Linked DNA regions of Gossypium hirsutum: regions 2 and 3 are each linked to region 1. The links are chromatin contacts, called in public Hi-C maps. All regions are on one chromosome and are shown on one strand. The core of a region is the stretch at or near the end of the contact, and the rest is flanking DNA. Distances in the headings are between cores, read along the strand shown. Region 1 holds the start of LOC107953224 (DNA polymerase epsilon subunit C). Region 2 holds the start of LOC121232219 (elongation factor 1-alpha). Region 3 has its middle 8.4 kb from the start of LOC107956518.

What was found. A called contact is a pair of places that touch in the nucleus more often than the background predicts.
Region 2: a Hi-C map of leaf shows a contact between it and region 1, with 2.6 times the contacts expected there. The contact joins the promoter of LOC121232219 here to the promoter of LOC107953224 in region 1. A contact is called at or near these places in 3 of 34 Hi-C or Micro-C datasets (fibers and leaf).
Region 3: a Hi-C map of leaf shows a contact between it and region 1, with 2.5 times the contacts expected there. The contact joins the enhancer-like site here to the promoter of LOC107953224 in region 1. A contact is called at or near these places in 2 of 34 Hi-C or Micro-C datasets (both in leaf).

The regions. Positions count from the first base shown.
Region 1 is chrA07:23,121,344-23,124,421 of Gossypium_hirsutum_v2.1, forward strand. It overlaps LOC107953224 (DNA polymerase epsilon subunit C), which reads right to left and starts at 1,533. Exons shown (of 4, transcript XM_041117780.1): 1 at 901-1,533; 2 at 390-474. The coding sequence starts at 1,356. It overlaps LOC107953223 (pentatricopeptide repeat-containing protein At5g18475), which reads right to left. Exons shown (of 2, transcript XM_016888460.2): 1 at 2,490-3,078; 2 at 1,573-2,423. The coding sequence ends at 1,705.
Region 2 is chrA07:22,618,354-22,621,431 of Gossypium_hirsutum_v2.1, forward strand. LOC121232219 (elongation factor 1-alpha) reads left to right here and starts at 1,539. Exons shown (of 3, transcript XM_041117778.1): 1 at 1,539-1,763; 2 at 2,292-2,762; 3 at 2,840-3,078. The coding sequence starts at 2,301.
Region 3 is chrA07:22,649,350-22,652,427 of Gossypium_hirsutum_v2.1, forward strand. No RefSeq gene overlaps it. Among protein-coding and RNA genes, the nearest start is that of LOC107956518, 8.4 kb to the right of the region's middle. Within about 2 kb of position 1,447, at least 1 of the 9 cell types and tissues checked has an H3K27ac peak or open chromatin away from gene starts, as enhancers often do. A contact at or near this core is called in leaf, where this site is marked.

The sequences.
Region 1 (3,078 bases), core at 283-2,782:
TAAAAGTATAACCCTAAGCCACATAAATCAATTTTAAACTAATGTTTCTATAAAATCATCTATAGAAGCTTTCATTCTGCTGACCAAACCATGAGAATCCATTGGCAGTATCACATTCCATAAGAATCCGACTTTTTTAGCTCAGAAACATTATTGTAACAATAGATATTAATCTTTATGAACATATAACATATCTAAGAAAACCACTCAAAACCCCTATCTTTACCGAAAATGCATCTCAAGCTTCAATCCTGGCAATAGTTAGTGTTGTTTGAGCAAATATGTGTAAGGTCGAGTAAGTCAAGGCTCATGCTAATATTCTACAGTAATGTCAGATAGAACCGGCAAAGGAAACAACATATACAAGGGGGATTCAAAAAGGAACGTACATAGGTGCTTGTAACTAAGTGATTTCTTGCGATCTTTAATGGAGCATTTGTATCCATCTTCGCAGAACTTTTCAAGAAACAATTCCTGCAGAAAACAAAAATAAATTTAGACAATAAACAATATGAAACAGAGTGATAATTACCTTTCGACCAAACAATGCTCATACCATACCAATTCCACAGAGAAGAAGAAACAACATACAAAACACCAATTTTTTTTAATTTAAAAAACAACAACAATTTTGAGCAGAATTAAAGCAATGATTTAAGACCAGCAATTTCGAGATCCCAACTTTTCAAAATACATTTAAGGCATGCATTCAACCAAACATAGACCCCATAAATGACAGCAAAGGATTATCAAGCTTTAACCTTGGAGGATAAACACATTGAGAAAAAAACCCCACTTTATGACTTTAAAGACTAAAAAAAGGAAGGAAAAGATTCAAAGGAAACCCTAAAGGCATTCAGGAAAATAACCCCAAAAAAGGGGGAAAGAAAAAGGAATTACCGCGGCTTTGTTAACAAGAAAAACAACATCTTGAGAAACAGCCATATGTGAATCTTCAGTCTTGATTATCCTCTTGATTCTGTTCATTGGAAATCTACACACCTTTGCTTCTTCTTCTTCCTCGTCTACTTCTTCCTTTCGCTTTCTTTTGCTGTCGGGTTTAACGTTCTTGTGGTAGTTGTTTCTGTTTTCTTCGGGTTCTGATTCAGAGCTTGAAGATGGGTCGGCAATAACCTGGGACTTGACTGGGATTCCATTGCTGCTCTTGTTTTTGCTTTTGTCTGGCTTTAATTCGGGCTTTGGCTTTGATTTGGTAGGTATTTTGGAGGCACTTGCTTTCTTCTCTGGTTTTTTAATGGATTTTTTTGCGTCTTTGTCAGCGGTTCTGTTGCTCTTCTCCTTATGCTTCTTCTTGTTCTTGTTCTGTTCTTTGGGTTTCTTGGAAGAGGAGGCCATTGCGCTCTCGCTCTCTCACAGATTCCGAAAAATCTCAACTCCGAACTCCAGAGATCTGATATATAAGGCCATTATGTAGATTGGGTTCTTCATGGGCTTAACTTTAAATGGGCTACGAAACCAATTGGTGAGTGACAAAAAGTAGGATTCCCTTTTAAAAGAAGTCTTAAAAATCCAATTAACTGCAACACAATTCAGATGGGGGCAGCTTCAATATATTGTACTCTGAATTTTAGACAAAAATAAAAAAAAATTATAATTCGGTAATATTCAAGTATCACCGAGAAAATACATGGACGTATCACTAAATCAAATGCTCAACAATGATAGTTTTACATGCATAGGAGGCTAAGCAAAAGTAGCACCAACATGAAGATTATGAGTACATTCTTTTATTACTAACTCATCAAGTAGTTCAAAAACAGGCAGCAATTTCCTATCTTTGCAATTCATTTCAATCAGAAACTCCCAACAATGTGGTTCTGGTTTAAACCCCGTTTCAGCCAATCCAAACAATGCTGTAACTGCATCATCTAACATTCCAGCTTTACAAAGCTGAATCAACACCTCATTCGATGTTGCATAATGTGGAAAAACCCCCCTATCCAACATCAGACCCAACAGCTTCGCTGCCTTTTCCATTTCATCTTTCTGCCATAATGCATTCAATACAATTCTGTAACTTGCTTTGTTCAAGTAAACACCTTCATATGGCAGCTTCTCGAGCATCTGAAGCGCCTCATGGAACCTACTTTCTCTGCATAACCCACCAAGTAATACATTTAAAGTAACAACATCGGCTTCACATTTGTTTTCCTTCATTTCCTTAAGCAATGGCATCACCTCATCGATTCTACTAGCCCTACAAAGGCAATTCATCAATGTAGTATAAACAATTGTATCAGGTTTCAGACCTGTGCTCTTCATCTCAACAAAAAGTTGTTTGGCTTCTTCCCAACTTCCCTCCTTGCATAAGCCATTCATCAAAGCAGAGTAGTTGAATAAATTAGGGCTGCATCCATTGTTTTTCATAAACTCTATTATCTTTCTCGCCCGATCGACTTTTCCTTCACGACAGAAGCCATTAATTAACAAATTATAGGTTAAAGCATCAGGCAATATCTGATCCTTACCAACCATTTCCTCAAACAATTCGATGGCTTCTTTAAGTCGTCTACTTTCACAGAGACCACCTATCAAGGTTGAGTAAGTAATCAGATTGGGATAAGAAACCTTAGATTTTTTCATCTCCTTTACAACTTCAAACGCAGATTCAAGGTCTCCATTATTACAATGATGTTTAACCAAGATGTTAAAAATGCAGGTATTGGGTCTCAACCTGAGAGATTTCTTCGAGTTCAACAGAAAATCTCGAGCCAAATCAACCTGGTTCGATTCAATCAGGAGATTAAGACAAGTACTAATAGCTTTCAGTGAAGGTTTTTCACGAACAATGGGCTGAATTGCATTGAACATCTCAAGTACCTTATCATGTAAAGAAAACCTGGAAAAATGCTTCATGAGATTGAGGAATATACCTTCATGAAATCTACAAGTTTCATAGCTCATTTGACGAAGTAATGAGTCAACGGCCTGAAACTTCTTCGATTGAGCAAGCTTGTGAAGGATGGTTCCATAGGTGGCACTGTTATGAGTAAAGCCTTTCTGCCGCGACACCTTGTTAAATATTTGTAAGGCCCGTTGTGGATCTTTCTCACGCTT
Region 2 (3,078 bases), core at 289-2,788, 500 kb before region 1:
GAATAGTGCTAGGCACACAATTGTCGGTTAATTCGACTAGCACTGAGTGCAAATATTGTTGGTTTATCCAACTAGAGCTGGGCTCAAAATTACAATCGTCAGTCAATCTGACTAGCACTGGGTGCAAATATTGTTGGTTTATCCAACTAGAGCTAGGCTCAAATTATTACCGTCAGATAATCTGACTAGCACTTGACACAACTTTCTCTGTGGTTTACTGCTAGGCATCGGGTGCCACATCGTTAACTGTTATCATGATAAAGTTACTTGAATTATCGAGAGAATCCTAATAAGACAAAAACTTTCCTCATGACCAAGTTTGCCACAAAGAAAGTAAAAAATTGTGAGCTTTCCATACTCAAATCTCGCATAAACCTGCCTCCCATTTAGCAACACAAACTTTTTCTTACACTTTAGTGGTTTTCTAATATCAAGTCAAATTCTAACTCGCGTTATTCCTTTATACCCCAATGAAACAACTTTCACATCATACTTAAGGAACACCCCAATAAAATTACCTACTGCTCACACTTTAGCAATTTTCGAATATCAAGTCGAACTCTAACTCGCATTATTCCTTTATACCCCAATGAAACAACTTTCACATCATACTCAAGGAACACCCCAATAAAATTACCTAGCTGTTTTGCCACCATCTCGGGCATGAACCCATCTGGTAGATCATGGATTAGAACCCAAAAATCTACAGTAAACAGTGGCACAACCATTGGTTCGTCCCCATCTTTTAACTGGTGCATAATGAGAAGATGAGAATTGAAATTCCATGGTCCTTCAGCCTTAATTATCTTTACATCCACCGTATGATATAATCGAAAAAGATACCTTCTTTCATTCTTATTAGAAATTGAAATACCCTCGATCGAATGCCAAATGTTTGCCAAAGTCGTTTGCATTGACTGAAAATTAACCACACTTAACGTTAGAAAAGAGCCCACAAAACAATTATCAAAAGAGACCACTAAATCTGGTTTCTCCGTACCCAACTGCAACACCTCATCCTTCTCATCCCATGGGATAGATCGGCCATGTTCTCTTCCACATCCACCATCCTTTAACAATGGTGGACATAGAGAGCAATGAAACTAGAAAAAAGAAAAAAAAGAAAAACGTGCTATAAAGCAAAGAAAAGCATGCTACAAAGTAAAGAATAAATTATTTCATAGTTGATAAATATTTTATATTTGAAATACTTATATTATTGTGAAATAATTAATCGGCCAGCTACCCGGGCCCTTAACAATTATTTAAACTATTACAATTTATAGATAAGTAATATCTTATTATAAAACATTTTAATTATTTTATATTACATGAAATAGATAAAATTAATTGTATAATCATTTCAAAAAATAATTGTATATTTTTAAATAATAATTACTCTAATTAAGAGAAATAATTAATTAATTATAATTAAATAATTAAATGGGTAAATAGTGACGCAAAAAAGTTAATTAATAAATTTAAGTAAAATACAAATGACAGCGTTTCGCCAGTAGTTTCGATAGTGTCCACGAAGTTCCCAGAGAACCCATGGCTTTAACTGTAGTCAATCAAACCAAATACAAGGACAATTTCGTAAAACTGCCTTAATTGAATCTCCTTGTGTAACCCTAACCCTAGCTCTTGTTGCTTTTTCTCAATATATATAGCAGGCAGAGCCCTTGCCGCTTGCCCCAATTCTTCATTTTCATTTTATTGTTCCTTCCTTCGCCGTCTACTGCACTTGTGACATCGATTTCAAGGCGAGTAGTCTCATCTCATTATCCTTTCTTTTCTTCTATTATTTTTTATCTAAGGCGATGATTTGAAGCTTTGTTTATATATATGGATTCATCTTGCATTGAGATTTATGATTTGTGTGTTGATTTTAATCTGTATTTTTGAGGTTCGATTTTTTTCTCTTTCAATGTTGATTTCGCGATAGATCTTGTTTTTATTGGATCGAATCTAAGATAATAAGGTGATCGGAAATTATTTTGGTGTTTGTGTTTACTTCGCTTTTTCGGAATGATACTGTTTGCCTTGGGCAAACAACTTGTCTTCTCAAATGCTCGTTTTATTATTGCTCAACATAAGCTTGGTTGAGACCACGTCTTTCTTCATCTCTGAGTTATGAATTTTAATCAGCCTAGCTCTGGGTTTAGAGATTTTCTTTCTAGCAGCTTTTAAAATATTTACATTTATGATCCATGTGAAATTTCATATGTACTTTTCTTTTAGTATTTTGATTTTAACTGTTCCCCTCTTTTTGTTCTTGTGGTTTTGCACAGTGAATCAGAATGGGTAAGGAAAAGAGTCACATTAACATTGTGGTCATTGGCCACGTCGATTCCGGAAAATCGACCACCACTGGCCACCTGATCTACAAGCTTGGTGGTATTGACAAGCGTGTGATTGAAAGGTTTGAGAAAGAAGCTGCGGAGATGAACAAGAGGTCATTCAAGTATGCTTGGGTGCTTGACAAGCTCAAGGCTGAACGTGAGCGTGGTATCACCATTGATATTGCCTTGTGGAAATTTGAGACGACCAAATACTACTGCACTGTGATTGATGCGCCTGGACACCGTGACTTTATCAAGAACATGATTACTGGTACCTCGCAGGCTGATTGTGCTGTTTTGATTATTGATTCCACCACTGGTGGTTTTGAGGCTGGTATCTCCAAGGATGGTCAGACTCGTGAGCATGCTTTGCTTGCTTTTACCCTTGGTGTCAAGCAAATGATTTGCTGTTGCAACAAGGTAAAAATCATTATCTGTTTACATTTGTGTTATTGGGAGACTTTGATGCTAATTTTTTATTTTTTTTTTCTGTATAGATGGATGCCACTACCCCTAAATATTCGAAGGCTAGGTATGATGAAATCGTGAAGGAAGTCTCTTCCTACTTGAAGAAGGTTGGATACAACCCTGACAAGATTCCATTTGTTCCCATTTCTGGTTTTGAGGGTGATAACATGATTGAGAGGTCTACCAACTTGGACTGGTACAAGGGCCCTACACTTCTTGAGGCTCTTGACCAGATCAATGAGCCCAAGAGGCCTTCAGACAAGCCTCT
Region 3 (3,078 bases), core at 197-2,696, 470 kb before region 1:
CTAACGTTTTTTTCTTCCTTTATCTCTAGGGTGACTGTTGAAAATTAAGACATTGACAATTTGATGCTAGAGGGAGTACCCACTCCACTGCCTACTAAATCTATATGGAGATAATTTCCATATTTAATGTGTTGAGAATTTATTGAAATGACTATTTAGGCTATGATGAATATATGGATGATATCTAGCCCATTATGGAAGATCATATCACATGGGGAATCATTTATTGGTGATTGGATTGAATAAGATTACCCTTATCTAATCCCTTGAATAAAAAAAACTTGGATTGGATTAGACCACTAAAGACTTAGTTGCGAAGAATATTTGTTTATCTTGTTTGTTTTTATTCTACTGTATTCAACTTGTATGTGCCTGTTTTATAGGGATTATGATAGATATTCTTATGGAAGCAAGTCTCAATAAACTCTATATAATTGAGAGATTTGTATAGGTTTATGTATGGAGAGAATTGAATACTTAATATGTTCTAAGTGAGGAACCTTATTGTATGAGTGCATAGTGATAGTAAAACCTCTGTGTTGTGATTTTATTTGCTAAATTCACAAGAGGTGAATTTAGTGGTGAGAGCATCGAGCCTTCAAAGTAGAAGGGCGAGAGAAATTATCTCAGGCACTAATTCAATTATGCAAATTGTTTCTTAGCAACGCTCTTTTTTTAACATAGATCGTAGTTTTAGATATGACACTCCATTCATGTTACCCTTAGAAAAAAAGGACATGGTAGAAGTTTATAGGTAACTAGTCAATTGGTTTTTTGGGTAATTCAACTTTCTTTCACATATTCCTCTTTCTGGAAGTGTAAATCCAAGTTTGATTCATCATACAATATATACTTGTAATGTACTTGTGTTTGTATTCGACTTTACAGACTATACATCTTTTAGTTGCAATGGATATGTAAATGAGTACGCAATTGGTCGATTACTTCCAAATCCTTAGCTATATGAAACTGAGAACATTAGTCATAATTTAATTGGTTTAAATATTTTTATTTAATTAAAAATATCACGTGTTATAATTTAATTAGTTTAGAAATTTTATTTAACCAAAGTTAACGATTAATACCTAAAATTATAACGAAATAAAACTTCTAAGTAATAAAAATCTTTAAATACTTGGAGGAGAAATATTACATAATAACTATTTTTCATATATGCTTTTAAAAGAAATGGGATTACAATCAAAGGGTAAATGAAATAGGTATGAGTTGGAGGAGTGGATTCAAAAGCTGTTGAAATTCTATCTAAATTGGATAGAGCGGCAATTTTGATGTGATAGCTGCAAATTGTCTTCCAACATCATGACATTCTAAACAAGTTTTTATTTATTTATGTTGTAGAAATCCCTTTTATGATAACGTGTAGGAAAGGCCATGAAATTGTCAGTGTGCCGGAAGAGTCAAGTCAATGTGGAAAATTTGAGGCCCTCTTCTTACGTGGGCCTTTGAAATTAACTGCTAGCTAGATATGCACTTTGGATAGTTGTGATTGTCAGAAGAAGAAAAATGTTAGGGGTAGAGTATAATGTTTATAGTGCACACCATTCACTACCATTATGATTAAAGCTTATTTAAAAATGAAAAAGAGTAAGTTAATTCGATGAAAATGGAATAAAAAGATCCTACCATTATCATATTTGTTTGATTGAATGGAATAATTTTATTTAGTTATATGGAATAATACATTAGTTTAAAAGATTATTTTATCTTCTGTATGATATTTTTATGTAAAAAATTAAAATTATTTTCTTAATATCATAAAATTATATTATTGTAATTTATGTACTTATAAAAAATATTTTTACATAAAATAATTAAATATAAAATATTATTTTATTAATCCCATATAAATACTCTCTTTTCTCTATCTCCCCCTCTTTTCTCTCTATTTTGTAAAATTGAAATTTCTTAAAAAATATTTTAGGAGAACAAATTTTCTTTCTGACTAAATGGCCCATTCAGACTCCCCACCCATGAATCCTTATTACGGGAGTTGAAAGAAAAAAGATTGCAAAGCATTCTACTGAACTAAACTCTATTTTTTAGGCTACCAATAAAGAAATCTTAATACTCCTCCTTTTATGTTGTTAATTGGAATATATTTATTGAAATAAAAGGACACCTTATTGAGATAAATGAACATCTCACACGTAAAAATCTTGTTATCTCTTTATGAATCTTGTTCTTAATTAAAATAGTTAGCATATAATCAATTATTTCATAGATAACTAACTAAAATAATCAATTTAATAAATTAGAATACATTTGGATAATTATGATAGAAACCCAAATTTTAGGGAAAAATTGTAGGTTGTTTTATATTATTTGACAAATTTAAGGGTGTAATAGTAAGATACATGATATTTTTAGGGAGATAATTTAAGTTTAAATATTAAGAATAACATTGTTAGAAGATAAAACTAAAAATCTTAAAATAATCAGTGTTCATGATCATAAAATGAATATAAAAAATATTTTCATCATAAAAAAACATTTCAATTAAACAACATATATTGTCTTATCAATTTTTCTTATATTAATTATACAAATAAAATATTTTTATATGTTTCATAATTATGTTTATTTCACCTCATTCATTTCAACATAATACAATTATATAATATGTAAAAATAATTAAAACGTAACACTTTCAACCTAATATAATTACAAAATATGTAAAAGAAATTACAACATAACATAAAAGAACAATATGAAAGTAATCCAAATGTACGAGTTTAACAAAATCTATATAGTATAAGCTATAAATATACCATAAGGAAAAGTAAATATATAATACTTTGATGAAAAAAAGCCATGAATAATTGTTAGGTGGATTTTGACCTTATATATTAAATGTTGACAAAACTCACATGGATCAATTATTCAAAAATTATAATAAATATGGAAATTTTGAGTTTTGAGTATTTAAGTTTGAGATTTATTGTAGGTAAATTATATGCGGAGGTATTTGAGTTTCATTATAAGTTGTTTTCTTTTAGTTTTATTAATTTATTTTAAATTCTAATTTTTAATCCATTTGTACTGTAATAATTTAATTTT